4 separate regions of the Mus musculus genome follow, and all the other regions are linked to region 2. The links are chromatin contacts, called in public promoter capture Hi-C maps. All regions are on one chromosome and are shown on one strand. Each heading gives the region's core, a stretch centred on a gene start, on an enhancer-like site or on the middle of the called end of the contact. The rest is flanking DNA. Distances are from core to core; before and after follow the strand shown.

Evidence for each region. Promoter capture Hi-C pulls out the DNA fragments that hold promoters and counts their contacts.
Region 1: a contact with region 2 is called in a promoter capture Hi-C map of liver. The contact joins the enhancer-like site here to the promoter of Iah1 in region 2. A contact is called at or near these places in 9 of 39 promoter capture datasets (the C10 cell line, cranial neural crest, embryonic stem cells and 6 more), 1 of 484 Hi-C or Micro-C datasets (embryonic retina), 2 of 115 datasets of contacts at active chromatin or transcription factors (pancreatic cancer cells and stem cell-derived neural progenitor cells) and 1 of 9 other capture datasets (adipose tissue).
Region 3: a promoter capture Hi-C map of liver shows a contact between it and region 2. The contact joins the promoter of Asap2 here to the promoter of Iah1 in region 2. A contact is called at or near these places in 20 of 39 promoter capture datasets (the 3T3-L1 cell line, 3T3-L1-derived adipocytes, the C10 cell line and 11 more), 1 of 484 Hi-C or Micro-C datasets (nephron progenitors), 6 of 115 datasets of contacts at active chromatin or transcription factors (bone marrow-derived macrophages, craniofacial prominence, embryonic stem cells and 2 more) and 2 of 9 other capture datasets (adipose tissue and liver).
Region 4: a promoter capture Hi-C map of liver shows a contact between it and region 2. The contact joins the enhancer-like site here to the promoter of Iah1 in region 2. A contact is called at or near these places in 9 of 39 promoter capture datasets (the C10 cell line, cranial neural crest, embryonic stem cells and 6 more), 2 of 484 Hi-C or Micro-C datasets (CD4 T cells and embryonic stem cells), 2 of 115 datasets of contacts at active chromatin or transcription factors (effector CD8 T cells and pancreatic cancer cells) and 2 of 9 other capture datasets (adipose tissue and liver).

What each region holds. Positions count from the first base shown.
Region 1 is chr12:21,141,110-21,146,959 of GRCm38.p6, forward strand. All of the region lies in intron 1 of Asap2 (ArfGAP with SH3 domain, ankyrin repeat and PH domain 2), which reads left to right. Among named protein-coding and RNA genes, the nearest start is that of Asap2, 32 kb to the left of the region's middle. Within about 2 kb of position 1,587, at least 29 of the 459 cell types and tissues checked have an H3K27ac peak or open chromatin away from gene starts, as enhancers often do. A contact at or near this core is called in liver and pancreatic cancer cells, where this site is marked.
Region 2 is chr12:21,314,741-21,320,210 of GRCm38.p6, forward strand. Iah1 (isoamyl acetate-hydrolyzing esterase 1 homolog) reads left to right here and starts at 1,652. Exons shown (of 6, transcript NM_026347.3): 1 at 1,652-1,772; 2 at 2,636-2,688; 3 at 3,158-3,306; 4 at 5,030-5,191. The coding sequence starts at 1,692. Cpsf3 (cleavage and polyadenylation specificity factor 3) reads left to right here. Exons shown (of 18, transcript NM_018813.3): 18 at 1-316. The coding sequence ends at 9.
Region 3 is chr12:21,107,091-21,113,274 of GRCm38.p6, forward strand. It overlaps Asap2 (ArfGAP with SH3 domain, ankyrin repeat and PH domain 2), which reads left to right and starts at 4,666. Exons shown (of 29, transcript NM_001135192.1): 1 at 4,666-5,079. The coding sequence starts at 4,954.
Region 4 is chr12:21,164,467-21,169,971 of GRCm38.p6, forward strand. Asap2 (ArfGAP with SH3 domain, ankyrin repeat and PH domain 2) reads left to right here. Exons shown (of 29, transcript NM_001135192.1): 2 at 3,738-3,810. Among named protein-coding and RNA genes, the nearest start is that of Asap2, 55 kb to the left of the region's middle. Within about 2 kb of position 2,900, at least 109 of the 459 cell types and tissues checked have an H3K27ac peak or open chromatin away from gene starts, as enhancers often do. A contact at or near this core is called in adipose tissue, effector CD8 T cells, embryonic stem cells and 2 more, where this site is marked.

The DNA of each region.
Region 1 (5,850 bases), core at 337-2,836, 170 kb before region 2:
CAAATAATGACTCTGCAGAATTTTGGCTGGACCGTGTTCATCCTTTGTGTTTGTGGTTGCCTTGGGTGACAGGTTTTCTGCGGAGTGGTTGTCCAGTTGCTGCTTCGTGTGCCAGGCAATGGGTAATTCTGAGATGCTTGTATGGAGTTAAAGAATATGCATCTATACCTGAAAGCAAAATTGGTTCGTTTAAATTAATGTTTGTGCATAGAAATACCGTAGGTGTTCTATTGTGAACGCATGTAGTTTCAACTCGGCCCACAAGTAGTTGTAAGCATCTACATAGGTTAGTCACTGCAGAATCCAGGCAAGGGAGGAGACAGACAGAAAGGAATGACATTTTGATGTAGACCGCAGAGAATGATCCTATGGGCAGGAAACAGGCAAGGGAACTGGACTTTTGTTACTGGATGGATGTTTGTGAATTTCAAATAGGCTTCTTCTGTTGGGTAGTGCTGTACTCCTGGGCCAGGTGCCTCTTTTAGCTTGACTTTTCTCATAGACACAGAGCTGAAGGTCTGTGTGTCCTTCAGAGGCATCTGGTAAGATGCCTTCCTGTTTCAGAAATGAGGCTGAAGGTCTGGGCTCTGTGCTGGAATGACACTTTTCATCCTGGCCAGACAGCAGGGTGGGTGGGTAGTGTTTGGACTGTGGCCTCCTGGGAGCATAATTGGTGGTTCACAGATGGAGATCTGGCCTGAACCCCAGGAGGCACAGGCTCGGGGCCTTCTGAATGTTAGCTGCCCTTCCTGTGCTTCACCCAGTGTGGACACGGTAGTAGTGTTTGGTCACAGTTTGTAGACTAGTGTACTGGGGTTTACAGGAACCTGTGGCAATCTGCTTCTAGGGTCACACACTGGGGAACTGGGTGCTGAGGACCGTGAATAGGTCCAGAATCCTGCAGCAGGGTGCCCAGTTGGATGGTGAAGCACCTGTCTGGTGCTGGGACAGTGTGGTTCTCTGAGTCCGTCCAGAAGCTGTAAGGGAGGAGAGCTGGTGACCAGATGGTTCACTGTTGGACCCAAACACAACACCTGTGGCTCCTCTGAATGCCAGGCGAGGCCCAGGAGAGAATCTTTGGTTGATAACCATTTTAATCATCTTCTCTGTTTCTTCTGCTCCAGCTCTTTCTTTTGCCCCCTCCTCTTCATTTATGGTGGGAATTTACACCCTTTGGGCAGCATGAAGCTAAGAAGGTAGATTTTGGTTGTGTGAGTGCTCATAGTAGCTGTTAAATTGGTGTGAGACCATTGTGCTTATTAGCTCCTGCCTGAATACGACAGACTCATAGCAAGTAGCAAAGAACAGAATTTGTTCTAAAAATAAAACAGGCATCGAAACACGATTGTATGCATGTATAGAAATGTTTCCACCGAAACCCACTAATTTGTACAATTAATATGATTGAATAATTGTAGTTTAGAAACCAGGGAAGAAAGGAGGCATCGTGGCTTGTGTGCCTGTTTCATCAGGGGCTGCCCTCAATGATGGCTGCACTATTGCTGAGAGGATGTGTCTGTGGTCGGTCTCATGACGCAGTGATTAACACTCTGGACCTGGGGGCGGGTCTGATTTAACAGAAGTGTTTTCCTTTGTGTCCACGAATAGGAGTGCTTTGCCCTTAGTGCACCTTGGAGTTTGGGGGTAAGGCACAGATTATAATCACTGTTGGAAAGTGTGACTCAATCAGGGAAGTACCTGTTAAAAATCATATTTTATTTAAAAAGCTGTATGTCATGACAAAGATAAATTTAATTAACATGCTTCCCAGCTCTAGGTTGGTAGAAGACCAAAGATGTAAAGATGTCTTTGCAGGAGCTGTGGGGAGCGGGGCTAAGCTGAAGCTTGTTTTGGTTTTATCCAGATTGTAAGTAGGTCATCGGGGCATGTACTCTTCATTCATTCTCTCCTTGGTATGTTTGTTTACTCATGAGGCAATCTGAATTATGACCCCAGTCACCCAGGATTCTGAATCTGTGTCACCCAGTGCTCACAGTCTAGTGTTGAGAGAAGTTGAAGTAGCAAATAATTTGGCGAGTTTATTGGGGAATTCTGGCCTCCCCTAGCCCTCTTCAGTGAGAAGCACGGATGTATGCTTTTATGAAGTAACTGTATATAAACCTTTCTTTGGTGAATTGGTGGAAAATTACTTTTATAATAAGTACCTGATTCTAAAAACTGTAATACACTGAAATTTTACAAAATGACCTGTGAGACAGGGGTCCAGGTAAAAGGCTTGCCTTTGCAAGGTGAATGCTAACCTATGCAGAGACAGTGGGTTCTGTAAAATTCACGAATGAAATTCTAGGCTTTCCTGATGCACAGTAGACAGATAATTGGAGAAGGAAACACAGGCACATGTACACACCTTGCACACATGTATGCACAAGCACACCCATGCAGCTTGCAGAGCAGTTTGTTACAGTCAGCACTCACAAGGGCCTAACACACTACATAGATAGTGTGTTAGATAGAGTCAAGAACTTTCACATGAGGCCCTTCTATAGCCTTGGAATTTCTTTTTTTTTTTTTTTTTTTTTTGGTTTTTTGAGACAGGGTTTCTCTGTATAGCCCTGGCTGTCCTGGAACTCACTTTGTAGACCAGGCTGGCCTCGAACTCGAGTGCTGAGATTAAAGGTGTGCGCCACCACGCCCAGCTGGAATTTCTATAAGGTATTCTATAAGGGTCTTGGTATTTGCTGTGTCTAGGGACAGAATTGCTCACTGGGTTGTCACTACATACAGTTAAAGCATGGTGTCAACAGTGCCTGCGACTGCCAGTTACCACCCAGCTGTATCAGTAGGCAGAGCAGGCAGTGGGCTGTTAGTCTGAGAATATGTGACACTAGGCTGGGTGTGTTGGCACACATCTTTAACCCTTTAGTTCTAGCTCTTGGAGGCAGAGGCAGGTGGATCTCTGTGAGTTCGAGGGCAGCCTGGTCTACATAGTGTTCTAGAGGAAAACCTTTCCCCTAGGCTCTTCCAGGAGCATCGTATAAACAGTGTGCTTGCATGCAGTTCTTGTTTTACACACAGAATGCTCTATGATACATTTTACCAGTACCAATTGGACCCATACCAGGATAGGAATAGTTCATGCAGCCCTAGGTCAGATGTGAGCTTTCATCTGTGGACTGATAGGACAAGTCTGTTGGCTACTTACTCTGTTGGACCGAGGGGGTGGGAATGTAGTGGCATGTATGTAGTTCCCAGTAGGCATCTATGGAGAGTAGGCCATGGAGGGTGTTAGTGATGGTCGGTCTGTCTGTCTTTCTGTCTGTCTGTCTGTCTGTCTTTCTATTTATTTATTTATTTTGGTTTTTTGAGACAGGGTTTCTCTATGAAGTCCTGGCTGTCCTGGAACTCACTCTGTAGACCAGGCTGGCCTCAAACTCAGAAACCCACCTGCCTCTGCCTCCCAAGTGCTGGGATTAAAGGCGTGCGCCACCACTGCCTGGCTAATGATGATATTTCTGACAGGAGCTCAGCACACTGGGATCTGAGTTTTTCCTGGGCTTCTGGTCTGAGGGAGACTCGAGTTGAGCACTGTGCTTTTCCAGATCTCTGGGCTGATGGTGTGGAACTGTCATTGCTGGGCTCTGGAGACTCTTGAGGTGCATTTGGGGTCCCTGAAGCATGGCCAGCCTGCATAGCTACGGTCTTATCTGTGCTTCCTCAGGCTATTTACTGTGCTGGGTGTGGAGCTCTGCAAACAAACCCTACACCCATTAGTCATATATTTATTTCTGGTTGTTTATCAAAGTGATGACGGTTCCCCTCTGTAACCTAGACTTACTTTCCAAGTCTTTTTTTTTTTTTTCCCTTCTCCAACACGTCTTACTTAACTGTCACTTTCCTTCCCGGGTAATGTTCTCCTTCATTCCTAGAGTCACCAAATGCCTTCTGGGTGTTGCTGATACGCCAGTGAATGGAGCCCACTGGTCATGTCTGCCTTTGTCTCTTCCACCTGCCACTATCCACCAGGGGTTGTTGGTCCATGTCTCTCCACTGGAATGACACTTGTCTCGCCCTGTGGGCAGAGCCTTTGCTTCCTGTGTCTCTGACACTGGCGCCCTGGATGGCGCCTGAGGAGGAACTCGGTCACAGTGAGTGTTGTGCTGTGGGGATGTTTGGGAGCCATGTGCAAGAAAACAGATCCCGTGCTTGATTGTGTAATCACCAAAATATGAGGTCTGAGCCCTGGGAAGGTATGAGCATCAAAAGAGAGAGAGGGGTGTGGCCTGAGATGAGGGAGGAGTCTGGACAAAAGACCAGAGAGACCTGGTTTGGGGCTTTGACTTTGTCCCTAGTAAAGCCCATTGATTTGGGGCAGATCTTTGCACTTACCCCACTCCTCACCCCCAAAGGTAGGATTTTTAAAGATCTCTTCAAAAAAGTCAGACTAGACCATTTAAAAAAAAGATTTATTATTTTTATTATACGTGTAGTGAGTGTTTTGCCTGCGTGTATGTATGTGCACCACACGCATGCCTGGTGCCTGCATAGCCTGGGAGAGAATGCTGAATGGGAAGTAGGGGTGGTTGTAAGCTGCCGTGTGGTACTGGGAACCAAATCAAGGTCCTCTGCAGGAGTTAGAGCTCTTAACTGGGCCAGCACTCCAGCTCCCATACTTGACTTTTGAAAATCCATCTTGTTTGCTGTTATTGTTTTTAATGAGGTACCGGGTCTAGAGCCTAGGGCTTCCTGCCTGACAGCACCAGAGGTTGGTGTGCATTGTCAAAACAGTTACTCTCCACATTATTGTTTTTTTGAGACATAGCCACTCTCTTACCTCTTGGACCAGACTGGTTGGCTGGCAAGCCCTGCATATCTTACCGTCACTGCCTCCCCAGCACTGTACTTACAGATGTGCATCATTGTGGCCACTTTTTAACATCAGCAGGGAAATGGAAATCAAGTCCTTATACTTGTGTGGAAAGCGTTTTACTGGACCATATTTCCAGCACCAAATAGCTATACTACGCAGAGCTGGTGAACGTATGTGCTATTTTATTCATTCTGTCGTATATAAGGTTTCATCCTTTCTCCAGGATAAAAAGAACCATGGGAAGACTTCAGCAGTCTTCCAGCCTTCAGCACCACCTTTCTTGTGTTTCTCTCTGAGATGCTCTTGATCTTGCTTGCCTCCAAATTGCTCAGCCCATCTTTGTTCCTCATGAGATGGTTTCCATACAAGGCTGCTTACCCTGGGTCTGTCATCTCCAGATTTCCGAGGCACAGGCTGTACAGATCTGGTGCTGGGGTGGCAGTGTGAACTCTCTGCCGACTTGCCCTTCACCAGAATGGTGGCCATCTTGGACTGATTACAAGCCACCAGATGCTTTGGGAGTCTCAGATGGTATGCACTCCTCATTTGCACGGGACGGATCAGTTTAGCAATTTGCCTGCCTAATAGGATATTGGCCTTAAGACCCCCATCGCCTCAGGAGCTGTTTCCTGCCACAGCTTATAGCCTTTTGATTTGAATGTTTTGTGGATGTGCTGGCAGCTTCTGTTAGTCAGTGCTCTAACAGAAGGAACATGGATGCTCAACACATCAGTTCGTGTGTCTGGACTGAAAAGGTTCCTCTGGTCCTCAGATTCCTCATCCCGAGTTTGAGGATGCTACTAACTCATCGGTGAAATGAAAGTGGTTTGGGCAACACGTAGGCCAGTGGCAGGCCCAGGGTAGGTACTCAGTGCGTGGAGCAGCTTCCCCTGGTCGCTCCTCCGTTCATGCTAAAAGTTCTTAGATTTAGAATCTCCTACTTAGCTGGGTGAAACCAGGAAGTCGGCACTCTCTGGCCCTCATCCTCTCTTCTGCCCTCCCCCCACTCTGATAACCTCTCA
Region 2 (5,470 bases), core at 402-2,901:
GTGCACTGACAGCCTTGCCTCCCAGACTCCCAGACTTTTTTACACTCAGCCAAGAGTTAACTTCTGTTCTTCAAATAAAATAACCTTAGTTTCTCCGGGGGTGCCTGTTTACTTTTGCATCAGATGGCTTGACTACTGCAGGACCACCAACTGATGTGTCCTTTATTCTCCAACTAATCCTCAAGGGAGCCACTTCTGCCTGAGCACCACACTGAGTCTGCCTCCAGGCACTTTCCGCAGTGTATGCTGAAATCTTCAGCTCTCCGTCTGTCTTCCTCTGGTCTGTACTGGCAAATCTGAGTTTTGAGTTGAATGCAAATGTTGTGCCACAGCTTTGAAACCCCTGTTCTCCACACCCTTACCCAATTCCTTGGCTTATGATTCTAAAACCACCACTTTTAGGACTCATCTGTTATGGGATCTACATGTTCAATTCAGAGATGGGGTTTTATGCCTCAGATGTAGTGTGAGTTAGTTCATTAGTCTGGTTTTCTAAAGGACATAAAATTCAGACCAAGGAGAAAGTGGGTGGAGCTCAGTGATGTTTCTCTGATGTTAAAATTAGTCAGTTCAAGCCAGATTCAAGTACATAAAAAACGCAGGTTTGTTGGGCCATCAAGTTCACTGGTCCCAGGGCTGTCAAGATGGCTCAGCGGGTAAGACCACTGACTGCTCTTCTGAAGGTCTGAGTTCAAATCCCAGCAACCACATGGTGGCTCACAACCACCCGTTATGAGATCTGCTGTCTGAAGATGGCTACAGTGTACTTACATATAGTAATAAATAAGTCTTGGGGCTGGACCAGAGCAAGCAGAGGTCCTAAATTCAATTCCCAACAATCACAACCATCTGAACAGCGTACTCATATACATAAACAAATCTTAAAAAAAAAAGTTCATTGACTACTACAGAAGAGTCCAGCCCCTGTGCTGGACAGTCCAGGGTTGGGGGCAGGGTACCAGGTAGGGGCTGAGCAGCGATGCTGAAAGAACCTGGAGGCCAGGTTTGCTATCTATGTAAAATAGCAACACTTCAGTTCCTTGCTGGGATTGTCACCCTTCTCAAGGGAGTGCTTCTCCTTCAGAGCACACTATCAAGGCAAAGAACTTCGCCCATGTAGCCTGTCTTGTCTACCTACCCTCTTGGGTGTGTAAACGCTCCGGTGCTTTGCTAACAGTGTAAATCTGACTTCCTTAAAATGAAATTTCTATAAAACAGCCAAATTCCCATGTTTTTGGCCTATACCAAAAGCCTAGGGCCCCCATAACATACAAAAATTTATTACATAAAACTAGAAATTTCCTTTTAATAGCTGGGGCATGTGATACCGTGAAGTCAGGCGGTCTACAGTGAGGGTCCCTAGACACCTCTATCTTTTACTGTGCCCATCAAGTCCAGTACTGGAAGAGGAAATCCTCCACTTGGGCATGGCCAAAAATGGACGAGTGCTCCTGCTAAAAACGAGATTTCCAAGCACCACAGCTATCCCCAGTCTCGGAGAGGCGGGGTTGGGGTGAACCGGTGGCAGGACTCACCCGGCCGGGGACACTCGCTTCAGGAGACCTGAGTGCAAAGAGGTTTGATCTGGGGCTCACCCCGCCCACGGCTAGCCCCGCCCGCAGCTAGCTCCGCCCACGGCGCGAGGCTCCTCCACATCCGGCGCAGCCCTGCGGGGTTTTGGGCTTTCTACCATGTCGCTGTGCGAGCGAGCTGCTAGCGGGAGCGCTCTGCTCTGGCCTCGCGTGTTGCTCTTCGGGGACTCCATCACGCAGGTACCCGCCGCACCCTCGGCTGCATCCGCGTGCGTGTCGGAGCAGTCCAGGCGCGGTTCTCCCCCACCCCACCGTGCTCCGCGAGCCGGTACGGATCCCGAGCTGCCCGACTCCCCCGGACTCTGGATGGCCCGGTGCGCGTCGGGGTGCACGGGAGCTTAAAGGGTCCGCCTTCGCTTGGTTGCAACCTCCTGCGGGTTCTTCACCGAAGCTACTTTGAACTTTGAACCGACTAGTTCACTCCTCTCTTCCTCAAGCGGCTTAGGTCCAGTACCAAGTGGTTTTTGAAAACAATGCTTTCAACAGCATGAAAAAGTAACCCTATCTGAAAACATATAGTTCCCGATTGAGGAAATTCTTCAAGATGCCTTCCTTCAGGGAGATTAAAAAACAAAACAAAACAAAAAAAGACGCTTCTCCACAATTTACTCGTACGCGGGCTTGGCTTTCCCTAGTAATTGGCAACATTGTTTTTAGATATTGGGCATTAAGTTTTTGTGAGTGGGCGAGATGGCGCAATACTGCTGGAGGATTGCCATGACTGTCAGGGAAATCAATAGAGCATAGGCTTCCTTAGTTTTCAGCTGTGGAGAAATGGGATAACATTATGTCAGCTGACTCAACATAGTTGAGCTTTCTGCTGTTCAGATAACGAATGTCTCTAATGTTAGGTCACAGTAAAACCCTCTCATGTCCAGAGAGTTTCCAAGTGAAGCCACAGTAATTCTCAAAATACCTTCCCAAGCAAGGAAGGCAAGAAAGAAGCCTGGGAGTGTCTAAACGGAGTCTGCATCTAACAGGCCTGGCCCACCACCATGCCATAGTGTATAGCTGTGTGGGTAGTAACAGACTTCTTTCTTCAGTTTTCTTTCCAGCAGGGTGGATGGGGCTCGTTGCTGGCTGACAGACTAGTCAGGTAAGAACAGTTCCTAGATTGTACTTGGCTACTTTCTGGTGGGAAGCATAGTCAGAGTGAATGGTGGAGGCTTTTATCTGCTAGCTTTCCCCTCCTGGATACATGTTAAAGGAAAGGAATTCAGGTTCAACAAAATCGAGTTTCTACCACATGGGAACCAGCAGCACTTGTATTGGCTGCTCTGCCTTCCTGGAACCTTTCAAACCAGCCTGTTAGTGGGTTCCTAACGTTCTGTACCCGTTTGGTTAACGTCTATCGGAAAGTCCATTTTAGATGTACCTTGAGTCACCACTAAAATGTATAGAATTAGACCCTTGTATGGAATTCATATCTCATTGAGGGACATGAGGAGTCTGGGCAGGGTGAGCGTTCCCATAAGGTTCACAGAACACGGGTTAATTATGGACAGCTCCCAGGACTAGGTTATGCTCTTAGCTCATAACCCATCTTTTTAACCAATTTCTTTCAGAAAGTGTGATGTTCTGAATCGTGGATTTTCAGGTTATAACACCAGATGGGCCAAGATTATCCTCCCAAGACTTATCAGGAAAGGGCCTGGGATGGAAAACCCAGTGGCCGTTACAATCTTCTTTGGTGCCAATGACTCTTCACTCAAAGGTAAGGACATCCCTAGATCACCTTTGGTTTGCCTGGACTCAAACAAATACATGTTTATATTACTCTCCCACCAGACTGCTTCTGTATCTCCCAGTAGAAAGCTTTCCCGGGAACTGAGTGTTCCTGGGGCTCGCTCGCCTGTGTGGGTTTCTTTGGGCTTTGATGTGGTCAGATTTGGCTCAGGTACTCTAGGGCTCATTTCCCATATGACCGCCTCCTTGAACTCACCTGAAAGTACTTTTCATTGTCTGTTCCTGCCCTCTAAGTCCTCAGCTGATACAGTTGGCAGCAGAAGGCTTGCTTCTGGGGCATGCGCCCCCTGGTGACAGAGGAGTGTCCTCTTTGTTAGGTTTTTGGTTTTTTGGGGAGGACTAGGCTCATGTACCCTCTAGTGACAAAGAAGGGTCCTTTTTTGTTAGTTTTTTTGTTTGTTTGATTTTTTGAGACATGATCTCCTGTAGCCCAGGCTGGCCTCAAACTCACTAAGTAGCTAAGGCTAGTTGATCTTTCTGCCTCTACCTCTCAAGTGATGGGAGATCACGTGATTATGGAGAAAGACTGGCCAGGATGGTTCATGGGTAACTTTGCTTTTTACTCTCTGTGTTTCGCACGGAGTCTGCGGAGAGCCTAGTGCTTGTGTGCCAGCCTGACTGGCAGCAAGCCTGATGAGCGACTTTACACACTTGACTGGTTTTCACGGCTAGTTTAAGAGGCAGACCTGCCATTACCTCAGCTCCCAGTGAGCACACTGTGAGCTTCAGAGGGTTAAAGCCAGTGTCAGTGAAGGTAGGGCAGTCTTACATCATAGCCTACACATCAGCCTTACGGATGATGGGGAACCTAGAGAAAAGACCTGGACACTGAAAATCTCCTAGCCAGCCTCCGAGGCCTGAGCTGTGAGCCATGCAAGTAAATGGGTTGAAGAGGAAGGAGTCTTTTCTTTGTGTCTCGGAACTCAACAGTTCCTCTGTGACACTGAAAATTTGCAAAAATATATTCCTGCCTGGGTGTGGTGGCACATACTTGTGGTCTTAGCCTGGGGAGGCTGAGACAGAAGAATCACTGCATGGTCTGGGCCAGCCTGTCTTCAAAACACAAAGGCCGGGCTGGAGAGATGGCCCAAAGGGTAAGAGCACAGACCGCTCTTCTGAAGGTCCTGAGTTCAAATTTCAGCAACCACATGGTGGCTCACAACCATCCGTGATGAGACCTGACTCCCTCTTCTGGTGTGTCTGAAGACAGCTACAATGTACTATGTATAATAAATAAAGAAATCTTTGGGCAGAGAGAACAGGGAAGGGGTGAGAGGGAGGGGAAGAGGAAGGGAGAGAGAGAGAGAGAGAGAGAGAGAGAGAACACAGAGGCCTAGGAATATCATAGGGCTATCACACAGTGGGTCGAGTGCTTGCCTGTCCAGTTCACTTCCCTTCCCAGTCTGACATAAAACTAAGGCTAAGTGTGGGTGTGTAGGCTTTTAATCCCAGCACTTGGGAGGCCAGGGCAAGGGCAAGAAGATCTCTGAGTTCTAGGCCAGCCTGGTCTACATAGCAAGTTCCAAGCTCTCTGGACTATAGTAAGACCCTGTCTTGGCTATATAGTGAATTTAGAACCTGCCTGGGCTATGAGCGACTGTCTCAAAAAGGAAAAAAATAAACAAAAGTATACTCATCATGTTTGCCATTGTTTCTATAAACCATGAGACTGAGCTGCATGTCTTGAACAGATGAGAACCCCAAGCAGCACGTCCCCTTGGATGAGTACAGCGCAAACCTGAGGGACATGGTGCAGTACCTGAGGTCTGTGGACGTCCCCAGGGAGCGGGTCATCCTTATCACGCCACCCCCGCTCTGCGAAGCCGCCTGGGAGAAGGAGTGCGTCCTGAAGGGTGAGGAGCAGGCCTCAGCCTGTCAGAGCTGAGGGTGGGCATCGATCACAGCTGAGGTGTGGGCGCTGAGGGCCTCCACTCGATGGAGGGACCTGTCCCATTTTCAGTCAAGTGAGAATCGAGTCTTTCTCTAGAGCAGTGCTTCTCAACCTTCCTAATGCTGCAACGCTTTCACACAATGTTGTGCTGACCTCCAACCATAAAAGTATTTCATTGCTACTTCAGAGCTGCAATTTTGCTACTCTTATGAATCGCAGTGTGAACATTTTTGGAGAAGAA
Region 3 (6,184 bases), core at 3,416-5,915, 200 kb before region 2:
TGCTTTCACAGCATTATCTGGGGGTAAGTACTCTATGAGGTGGAGGAGAAAGTCCCAGTGACATTTCCCTGTTCACATCATGGGTCCTTGTGGGTGTCCCTATTTTATTGCATTGTTTACCACAAAGTTCCTTTAAGGCTCAGACCTGTTCATTCCAAGAGTAATCATTTACAAGTTAACTGCAAGCAAACTGGAAATGTCTGTGTTTAACCAGCCAAGCCTCCAGAAAATTCCAGAGCTGAGAACATTACCTTTTCCCTTGGCTAGACAGTGAGAAATCTCAGGTTCTTGGGAATTACTAGAGGCAGAAAATTCCTCTGGAAAATGGGCTGTTAGTCAATCTTACTGGGCACCAGGCATGGGCTTTTCTATCCTTCTTCCTTTGGTTGCCTTAGCTGAATTGAGTAAAGAATGAAGCTTATGTTGGCTCACAGGATTAGAGGTTTCTGTCTTTTGGTCTTGCTGGTTTGGGGCCTGTAGGTGAGGCAAGACATCCTGTTGGAAGAATGCTGGGGAGGGGAGATGCTCACAGCATGACAGAGGGGAATCAGAGAGAGGAGAGAAGCCAGACTTCCAGCATATTCTTCCCTGAAAGGATCTAGTAACACTTCCCCAACAAAGGCCTGTCTGCTAGCTTCCATTACCTCCCAGAAGCACTGTTGAGAGGATGCTGAGGATGTCATGAGAGGTCTACAAGTCTTTAACCAGACCTTTTTAGCTCTTCAAAGTCTCAAAAAGAATCCACTTGTCTGAGAGAGGGTCTCACTGTGCAGCCCAGGTTAGCCACAGCCTAAGAGAGATCTGCCTGTTTCTTTCTTCAGAGTGCTGGTATTAAAGGTATGGCCACCACACTTGGCAAAGGTCTAGTTTTTAAAAATAACTCTCAGTGGTAAAACTCATCTGAAATGCGGGGTTTGGTGGCGCACGCCTTTAATCCCAGCACTCAGGAGGCAGGGGCAGGTGGATTTCTGAGTTCAAGGCCAGCCTGGTCTACAAAGTGAGTTTCTGGACAGCCATGGCTACACAGAGAAACCCGGTCTCAAAAAACAAACAAACAAACAAAAACAAACAAAAAACTGATCTGAAATGAACTTGTATGAATTTATGTATAGTTCTTGCTTATCCCAACTCCTGCAATAACAAACCCTTTCTCTCTCTGCTACTGCTCTGATGTGGTTTGTCCCCTAATGGTCCTTGTATTGGAGCCTTGGCCTTGGTGTCATGGTGGGGCTCAGGTGGGGACTAAGAGGAGTTAGGACACTATGGGTACTATCCTTGGAAGCAATTAAGGGAGTTTTCTTGGGAACCTCCATTAGTTCTCATTAAAGCGAGTTCTAAAGTAGGGAGTTGATGTCTGTTTTTCTGGCTTCCAGCCTGTGATCAATCTTACAAGTAAATAATGTCAACATTATGCTACCACCTAAGTGAAGCTACATGGAAGGGGCTGCATGATATTAGACTGTACACCTCTGTCTTAGTTTGTTTTCTGTGCTGTGATAAAACACTGATTAAAACGAACTCGAGGAAGGAAAGGGTTTAACTGGGCTACAGGTTATAGACCATCATTCAGGAAAGCCAAGGCAGGAACTGGAGGCAGAAGCAGAGACCTTGGAGGAATGGTGCTTACTGGCTTGCCTTCCTTGATCTACTGAGCCTCTTTCTTACACAGGCCAGGCTCACCTGCCTAGGAATTGTGCCACCCACAGTGGACTGGACCATCTACACCAATTAATAATCATGAAAATGTCATACAGACATGTCTGAATCCCAATGTGATGGAAACAATTCCTTGACTGAGATTCTCCTTCTAGTTATATCTAGGTTTGTGTCCAGTTGACAAAACTAACCAGGGCAGCTTCCAAAACCACTAGCTAACTTCCTCCCCTCTCCCCTCCCCTTGCTGTTCTTATTATCTCCCGGTGTAGAGATGAATCCACAGGCTCTATATACTCCAGATAAGCACTAACAATGTAGCATTTGGGCAACATCCTAGCCAACCTCCTCTTCTTCAAAAATTTCAACCTCAGGTATATTATAGCAACAAAAACAGACCAGTACACCCAAGGTAAAAAAACAATAGGACTATAGTCTTTTATATGAAAAATATAGGCTCAAATATATATGGATTCATAATTTCTCAGACTTTAAAAGTAACATAGTTTTACATGGTATGTATTTTGAACCAGCCCCTAGTGAGGTCTAAAACAACACTGTGTGATCAAAGGCATTTATATTTTACAGCAAAACATAAATGTTTGTATGGTATGGGATAAGTGAAATTGTATATTGCCTTAATTCAGTTTTAGGACAATTTTATCCTTGAGAATTATTATATATTTTTTGAGTCAGGGTTTCTCTGTATAGAGCCCTGTCTATCCTGGAAGTTACTTCTGTAGACTTGGCTGTCCTTAAACTCATAGAGACCAACCTGTGTCTGACTCCGGAGTGCTAGGGTTAAAGGGATGTGACACCATGCCCAACAAGAATTATTTTAAAAAATAGATATTTCAGGTATTTTTAAAAATAAACTTAGTGGTGTCCGTGTCTCTAATGGTAATATCAGCATCTTCTTTTCTCGATGCATTAAAAATATGTAAATGAGGGCTGGGGTAGTAACTCTGTGTCCGAGCACTTGCCTATAGGTTCAAGACCTTGGATTCAATCCTCAGTACCACATACAAAAGAGTGGGTAGTGTTCTCTTGATTCCTGTTCAACATTTAAACTTTAAATTATGTTCATGTCTGTGTGTGTGTATGTGTTTGTGTGTGTATGTGTTTGTGTGTGTCTCTGTATGTGTGTCTCTGTGTATGTGTGTGTCTGTGCCTGTGTCTCTCTGTGTGTGTGTATGTGTGTGTCCCTGTGTTTGTATGTGTGTGTATATGTCTGTGTGTGTCTGTGTGTATATGTCTGTGTATCTGTGTCTGTGTGTGTGTCTGTGTGTGTGTGTCTGTCTGTGTGTGAGTCTGTGTGTGTGTGTGTCTGTGTGTGTGTTAGACACATTGATTCGTTTGACTGGTACTATATTATGCCAAGGAAAAACACTACTTTTTTTTAACTTCCCAAGGCATCACAGAGACCAGGTCTCCAAAAATAAAACCTTGAAAAGTCACAGGGAATATTCTTCAATTTCAGAGCAGAACAAAAGGACTTATAGGTGGGAAGAGAGGCAGAGGGATCAGAAGATTGCTTTGTGCAGGAGAGCCTGTACTATAACACAATACCCTCGAGTTATACATGCTGAGATAGGTGTGCTCCTGAGACACTAAATGGAAAGATGTTCACAACAGTGGAAAGTGGCAGAGAGTTGCAGAGTTTTGGGATTGCAATTTATTCCCTTGCGCAGGAATAAAAGCTACCCACTGGCGCAGCTATTTTTGAAGGCTGAACTTATTCACACGCAGTGCTGGTAAAATACCAGAAGCCATACATAATGTCTGACCCCAGCTGCCACCTCATACAGCAGATTTGTACATGGGAGCCTTAAAAAGATTGACTGGTCTACTGTCCTATGGCAGTAGGAGACCACTTTTATTTCCCATGTTGGGTTTACAATGTCCCTCACATTCCCTCCTTTTCAGACATACAAAAGGTTTTTGTAAAGTTTCTCTAGGCTGTATTGTTGGCAGCAGCAGTAACCGTGCCTCTTGCCTCGGGGAGTTAGAGGGTGTGATTTTTGACTAGTGTCTTCAGAACCTCTGGGTTTTTAAAATACAGCTGAGAATTTCTGAATGAGCTATAGACGAAAATGTCCTAATTCAAATGATTTATTGGCCCAGTTGTGTCTGTGATCAGTCAGCTGTGGGTTGGAGTACTCTCTGAGAACCTTCAGGTACAATACCTCACACACACCCCCAACCATGCTCTACCTCTGGTTCTCTTGGGTATCCCTCACTTCCGACAGCACATCAATCAGTGCATTCTATGATTTCCTCAGGGTGAAGCCTGGCCTAGCACCCTAAAACTGTTTTCAAGTAACTGGGAGTGTCCCTAAATGTACAAGCTTAGGGAACAAGATGCTTACTAGGGGTTGGAGTATTCTTCCAAGTCGAAGGTCATGGGTTTGAATTCCCCTTCGGCTTGTACCATGGTCACCTCCCTATGCAAAATACCTGCCTTTACTCTTGGCTTCTTGAGGCTGTGAGAAGGTGCACAGACACATGGTCCCTACATCTTGTCCCGCTAAAGTGCCCTGGAGGATTTCACTGTCCTGTAGGGGGCGAGCTACCCACACTGTCTCACTGGCCCTTTCCTGAGGTTCTGGTGGGGAATTCAGGGGGTTCCGAGGCCAAGGGTGGAATTGGGGAGCAAAAGGGTGGGCTCCCCTCCAGCCGGGAAGCCAGTATCCCGGGTTCCACTCCACGCCCTCTGGGTAATGTTGCTAGAGGTCATGGCGGGTGCGGGGTGGGAGCCGGCACCGCAGCCCGGGAAAGGGCGCGCCCTCGAACCCCAGCACGTCCCGAAGGCAGACACAATGCGGCGGCACACAGCCGCTGACCAGTCCCGAGCGCACATCGCCCTCCTTCCTGCGGCCTCAGCTTCTCGGCGGCGCAGTGGCGGCGAGCGCCCCGATTGGCGGCCAGGCCTGCGCCCCGCCCCGCCCATCGGGCCACCGCCCCCTCCCTAGTCGGGCCCGCCCCTCTCCGCGGGAGGCGTCCGGGCCAGCGGCTTGGTGGCGGGTTGTTCCCGCCGGCTGTGCGCGCCCGCGTCTGGGCTCGCTCGAAGAGGACGCGGCGGCGGCGGCTGCGGCTCCAGGAGCACAGCGGGCAGAGCTGCGGGCTGCACGCGCCCCTGCTGCCACCGGGCGTCCCGCGGTGGCTCCCGCGCCCTGCGGCGGCTTCCGCGCCCCGCGCTCCTCTTTGTCCGTGTCCCTGAGCGGCTGCTGCGGCGGGGTCGGAGCCCGCGCCCTGGGCGACTGAGGCGGCGGCGGCAGTCCGCGCCCCGGTGTTGCAGCGATGCCGGACCAGATCTCCGTGTCGGAATTCGTGGCCGAGACCCATGAGGACTACAAGGCGCCCACGGCCTCTAGCTTCACCACGCGCACGGCCCAGTGCCGGAACACCGTGGCGGCCATCGAGGAGGTGAGCGGTAGCATCGCTGGCGCCGGGCGGGAGGCTAGGGTCGCGGTAATCCCGCTGCGTCCTGGGGACCCGCTGGGCTTTCGCGCCTGGTGCCCGAGACCCAGTGCCCTCCGCCTGCGCCCACACCCTGGAAAAGTTTCTGGTCCCCCAGAGCCGGACGCAGCCGGGCCAGCAGTGCCCGACACAGAAGCCCTTTGTTCCCTGCTCTAGGGAGAGGCTGCTAGGCCACCTTGGGCCTTTTTTGGGAACGCTCCTGTCTGTTCCCATTTCCCTCGCAGGGTTTCAGGTCCTTTGCTCCCACCTCGGAGAGGTCAACTTCGGCTCTGAGTCTGTGGCGGCTGCGAACCGGGGACCCCTGCGAGCTCTACGGGCCCCGGAGAGATGGGTCTCCCTGCGCGGACCTCTCCAACTTGTTCCAGAAGTAGCCCGGCGGGGGCAGCTGTGGCTTCTGAGCCAACAAGCAGAGCAGATCCAGGGGACCCCAAGCTGCTTAGGCACGGGTGCCCATCCCATCTTGGGAGGCCTGGCAGTTCCCACTGCGTGCCACAGAGCAGCGCTGTCGAGGGATGTGGAGAACCAGAGCTTTGAGATCCAAAAGGCCTTTGGTGGCCGCCTCTGGGCTACCTGTGTGGTGCCTGTTGACAGTATGGTCAGCTCCTTTGCCCTTAACCTGGAAAAGGCCTGCTTTTAGTAAGGGCTTTCAAGATGCATAGTCATTGTATTGAGTGGCTAAGCAGCGAGCTCTCCAGATCCCGGGGAAGAGGGACTGCAAGAAGGAAGCAGTTTGGGTTGAAAATTGAAGCAGGCTTGGAAGAGGCTGTGTGAGTCCAGGGACCGCAGCTGTCCGCGACTTGGGAAAGCCTCACTTACATCATTTTCTTTACCTCCCCAACAGAATTTAGAGTTTCGTGTTTTCGGCTCTGTAGGCCATGTGCGTCCAGCTGGACTCACAATAGGTACGAGAACGAGACACACATGTGTAGCAGTAGTGAACCGATGACTACATTTCTTTTGCTTAGAATTTTAAGATCGAGGTAGATATTTTAAAATACTTGTGTCAGAGGCTGGTGTTCGGAGAGCTTTTAAATTAAGCTATGTCATTACA
Region 4 (5,505 bases), core at 1,650-4,149, 150 kb before region 2:
TGCTGTCTTTGATTGGTGAGAACGTGGTCTCCAAAGCACTGAGTGGGGCGTCATCTGAGTTCCAGCTGGTTACAGAGTGCCAGATCCCGGTACCTCAGTAACTCACCACTTCCAGCCCCTGCTTCTGAACAGGACTGAGCTATATGCCACAGACACAGATGTGCCCTGTGACCTGGGATTACCAGTGGGCAGAGCAATTAACTCTCCTGGAGAGAAGCAGGTCAGCCTGCTAGCTGATTACCCAGGAGTCCAACACACAGATGAAGCCTGATTGGTTTCCAAGCCAGTGTGGCAACAGCCAGTTCCTTCATCTTTGGCCACTCCTGAAATTATTTCCTGCCTGCCTCTAGTGGCCCTGAGTTACTACAGTGCACTCTCTCAGGGAAGCTCCATGGCTTAATAGAGTCCCATTCCTTGGCAGGCTCTCTGGTGCACAATGGGATGTATATGCTACATGTACACTGTCTTAGTTAGGGTTTTACTGCTGTGAACAGACACCATGACCAAGGCAAGTCTTATGAAAAACAACATTTAATTGGGGCTGACTTACAGATTCAAAGGTTCAGTCCATTACCATCAAGGTGGGAGCATGGCAGCATCCAGGCAGGCATGGTGCAGGAGGAGCTGAGAGTTCTGTGTCTTCATCCAAAGGCTGCTAGTGGAAGACTGACTCCTAGGCAGCTAGGGTGAGGATCTTATGCCCACACCCACAGTGACACACCTACTCCAACCAGGTCACACCTCCAAATGGTGCCACTCCCTGGTCCAAGAATATACAAACCATCACATACACTAACCCCTGGCCTTAGAGAAGGTCACTGGGGAAGGTAACAAGCAATAAAGGCAGTTTTATTGGTATATCACAGGGCTCAGTGTGTTCCAGTGTTACTGTGTGCTCAGCAGAGGCCATGGCAGTTGTCAGTGCTGGTGCTGGAGGCGGCATCCAAGGTTGGCAAAGCAGGTCACTGGCAAGGCTTGGCCTTCTGCTCTTACTGGGCGTTTATCTTTCCTGGATCCTTTTCTTGGTTTGTTCACCATTGCATCTCCACTAGCAGCTTAAACATCAGGCACGTACCAGGTGCTTAGTAAATCTCAGCTGAAAACCTGAACAAGCATAGGTACTGTGGGCCAACCAAAGATGAGTTGCTGTGGAGGGAAAACCGGGGGTGGGGGTGGAGAGGGGGTGGTGGAGGGGGGGCTTTGCTGGAGGACCAGATGAAGCTGTGAACCAGCCAGTGTAGCTGGGGGTCAAGAGGTAGGAGGCTATTCCAGGGAATTAACAGTGTTGGGAGGTAGAAGAAAACAGTGAGTTGGGTGAGTGTAAACCAGTTCACTGGGGCAAGCTTGGGGGATAACCAGAAGTGAAGAAGACAGTCCAGGGGCATGGATGGAGGGGAAGGAAAGCTCAGAGCACAGGGAGATTGCACTGCTCAGTTGAGTTGGGTGTTGTGAGTGCCGGGAAGCGTGGGATGTTTTCTCCTTTTACACTGTGCACTCAAAGCTTTTTGGCAAGTGTTGTTGGCTGAGTGACTTGCAGGGAGCTCAGCCCTGCTGCTGTGGGTGTCCTCTGCTGCCTGTGAGGAGGGTCCGGGGAGGGTGGCCCTTGTTTAAATACAGGTCATATAAGTTCCGGTCGATTGCAGAGGCTGGTCAAGACAGTTTTCTGCAGGAGTCGTGGACTGCATGTTTACTAGATCAAATGTGCTTTGTAGCAAGGACCTGTCACATGGGAAGGGAACTCCCAGTTGTGACAGCACACTGATTCATGTCTGTCTGTCAGGCTGTGCTCCCCAACACATGGGCGGTGGCTCTTTAGGAATCAGTGTTTCTGATAGAGGCTGAGCAAACATTGCTTGGAGGCTGAGGACTGGGGAGGACTGAGGAAGACCGGGGAGGCTGTGAGGGACAGTTCAGTGCAGTGTTTTGTGAGTTAGTTACTGTTTCCCTTGAGATATAAAATGCCCTCTTATATCTCAAGGTCCAGAGTGGATTAGAGATGACTACCCAGGAACATTAAGAGTTCCCTTGGGGGCTAAGGAAATGGTTCAGTAGGTAAGAGAGTTAGCTATACAAGCATGAGGCCCTCAGTCTTAAATCAACAACAAAACAACCCAGAGCCCACACCATAAAAAAGCCAGGCATAGCCATAACCCCAGAGCTGGAAGGTGGGGCCAGGTGGATCCTGGGAGTTAAATGACCCAAACAGTTCTTTCCCCAAGGGCGTAGGGTAGAAAGTGATGAAGGGGGACATCTCATGTCCGTTTCTGATTTCCACAGATATGCAGCACTCCATACATATACACACCACACACACACACATACACACACACACACACCATGATCTCACATAAAAAGCCAGATATGGTAGCAAGGGCCTATAACCCAGCACTGAGTTTGAGGCAGGAGCATATCTCTGGGACACATACACTTAAAATCATTCCCTATATACAAAAAGCTAACTCACTATAAGAAATTTTGATGCAAGTCCAGCCTGAGCTATATAATATGGCAAGGCTGTCTTTAAAACCAAACCTGGGATATTTATCTCTGTGTGTGCTTGCCTAGGGCTAGGGTTTGATCTTGACATACCTAAGGGGTTACTCAGAGTATATCCTGTGTGTTGAGACAAACACACAGTAATGTAATAAGAACAGTCCCCCACCCCCTTTTGCTACATCTGGAGCCTCTTGATCACTCTTCTATTTAAAACTGTCAACTCCAATCTCACCTGTCTTTTTACCCCCCAGAAAATAGCCATTGCAACCTCAGACTGAGGGAGGACTTACAAAAGCCAATGCTGGAAGCCCATTCAGCGATTTTAGATGACAGGTCACTTGGGTGTTTTAAATCGTCACCACCATTACTGCTCACGTGGTCTCACTCTCACGGTCCCCAGTGTGCTCAGTTTCCTGTCCCAGCCACTTGTCTTCCTTTGATCTACTTCGCTGTTTAACTGAGTTGTGGGAGAGTGCTCGAGCTCTCTCTTTGGTGGAAGCTTAGCTGAGAATAAATCCCCAAGTTTGATGAGTCACTGTACCCATTGTTGAACACCTACTATGTGCAGATGTTGTAAGTGCCACTTACTGCTGCTCTCTGAAGGTGGCTCTGTAAATATTTGCTGAATATTAACCATGCGAGTGTTTGTTTAATCATCCAGCCTGTTACAGCTGGATTCTGGATGCGAAATCTGAGGCTTGGAGAGGCTTAGGAACAAGCTTCCTGAACACAGCTTCACAAATGTAAAGCACGGAGCTGCATTTGTGTGGGGCAGGTCTGGTTCTGTGACTTGGCTGCCTGTTGTTTGGAGCCAGCAGGGCAGGGTGGGGCAGGGCAGAGCCCTCTTTGTGGGGAGGGGCACTTGCTATCCTTGAAACTGCTCTTTCTTTCAAGGTGAGAGGGACAGAGGGGCTTAGGGACAGCCCAGATGTCGTAGAGCCATCTGTCAGATGTGGCTGTGGGATTCACTGACCTGGATGCAGAGTGTCGAGACCAGCAGGTGATGTGGGCAGAGGCAGCTTGTAAGCTCCAGGTGCCTGAGACTCTCCAGTTGGTTTCCTGTAACACAATTGAACTGCTACTCTGTGTGCTTTGAAAGACTAAACTATGCAAAGACCCAGCCCATAGAAGCAGCCCGGGGGCCTTACGGGAGGGATCCCAGAAGGTTCTCACTGCTGCTGCTGGTAGTTATGGTCTGTATGCAAACATGTTATTAATTCACATATTCCCTGTTATTTTAGGCTTTGGACGTGGACCGGATGGTTCTCTACAAAATGAAGAAATCTGTGAAGGCAATCAATATCTCTGGGCTGGGTGAGTCCTCGCTATTCCCTGGGGGCGGGTAGGGAGTGAAGTCACCATTTGCCAGTGAGTGTTGAGCCTCCTGTACTGAGCATACAGATCAGAGACACTGGGACACCTACTCCAGAAATAGGTTTTATTATCTGTAGTCTGGCTCAGGAACAGTTCCCTGCCTCTGTCTGCCCTAGCATGAGCCCACGCCATCAGATTGGAAGGCAGAAACGAGGCTTGTGTGCTATGAGTGACAGCAGACTTCTCTCTGTGTTCCTCACCTCTCCTATCATTTCCTAGTTTGGAAAGAAAATGAGTAAACACACAAGCATAACCCACTAACTATCTAGTACTGTTTGCTTGACTTATAGACCGTAGAAAAACAAAATCACCGCAGAAATGGGGAGAGCTCTGTTGCTCGAGCATTTGCTGAGAACACGAGGTGAAGCTTGGGCTTGGTTCCCAGGGCCTGTGGCATGTGCAGGTGATTCTAGCACAGGAAGTGGAAGCAGAAAGATCAAAAGTTCAAAGCTATCCTCAGCTACATAGTAAGTTAGAGGCTAGCCCGGACAGCTTGAGACCCTGTCTCAAAACAAAACAAGAGTCCCTGGAACTTTTGGCTTAAAGTCAGCAGGCTGTGCAGATGGTAGGAAGGGTGCCCCACACAAATACTATTAATGATGGAAAATATTTCTGAGAAGTCACCAGATGTCTGTGTGGCCTCATTCAGCAGGAAGGTGTCAGCCTTCAGAAAACAGAAATAGTGATGGTGGTAGAGGTTTAAAAGAGGCTGTAGGTGTGGGGCAAGTGGGTGCTGCTCAGTGCAAACACCCTGGGTGGAGATGAGCTCCCAGGTGCCCCGACACTGAGGCTTGTGCAGTTAGTGCTGAGCATTGAGCATGAGCCGAGGGTAGTTCCCATGGTTTTACTCACATTGAGAAGTGCTAGAGAGGATAAGAACTTCTAGACTGTTCCATAGCCTGCTGACATCATCTTGTCCTGTCTGATAACTACTCCGACTAAAAGGAGACACCTCAAGGTAAGAGGGTCACAGTACAGACAGCAGGGGGCCTGGACGTCCCTTAGACCCATACACAGGCACCCAGACTCCTACACTTATCGGGGATGCTCTCCCACAGGCTGACTGGCCTTTTGTTCCAGGATCTACCTATTGTGCTGTCCACCTGAAGGGTAAGGCAGAACCAGGATGAGTAGGTTTCACGGTCCAGATAGAATGGTAGTCCAGCAGTGGCTGTCAGCACACCAGAGAGGTTGCAGACCAGCTGATGCTCAGTCCACCAGCCCGGAGCTGAAAGCCTAGAGAATCCCAGGACAGTCATTGGTCGTCAGTCTGAGGTAGGAGGCCCAGGAAGCTGGATTCTGGTGTTGGAAGGTGCAGAGTAGGTGCCCTCACAGAGGGCAAAGTGGGCCGGCTAACACCAGTCAGCTTGTCCCTTAGATCTCATGTCCAGGCCCCTGCTGGAAGGTAATGCCTACTTTTTGGGAGTCCTCCCTCTGTTTCTCCAGGAGCACTCTTCAGACTTGTCCAGAGGTGCATCTCTTGATGTTGACTCCTCGTCCACTTGAGGCTGTAACCAACGTCAACCTCCACAGTGTTCTCTTAAAGACTTAGGAACAGATTTACAGACATTGTACAAGACCTCCACAGTGAGGCCCTCCCAGTGCTGCTGCAGAAATGTAGAGACAGCCTAAATA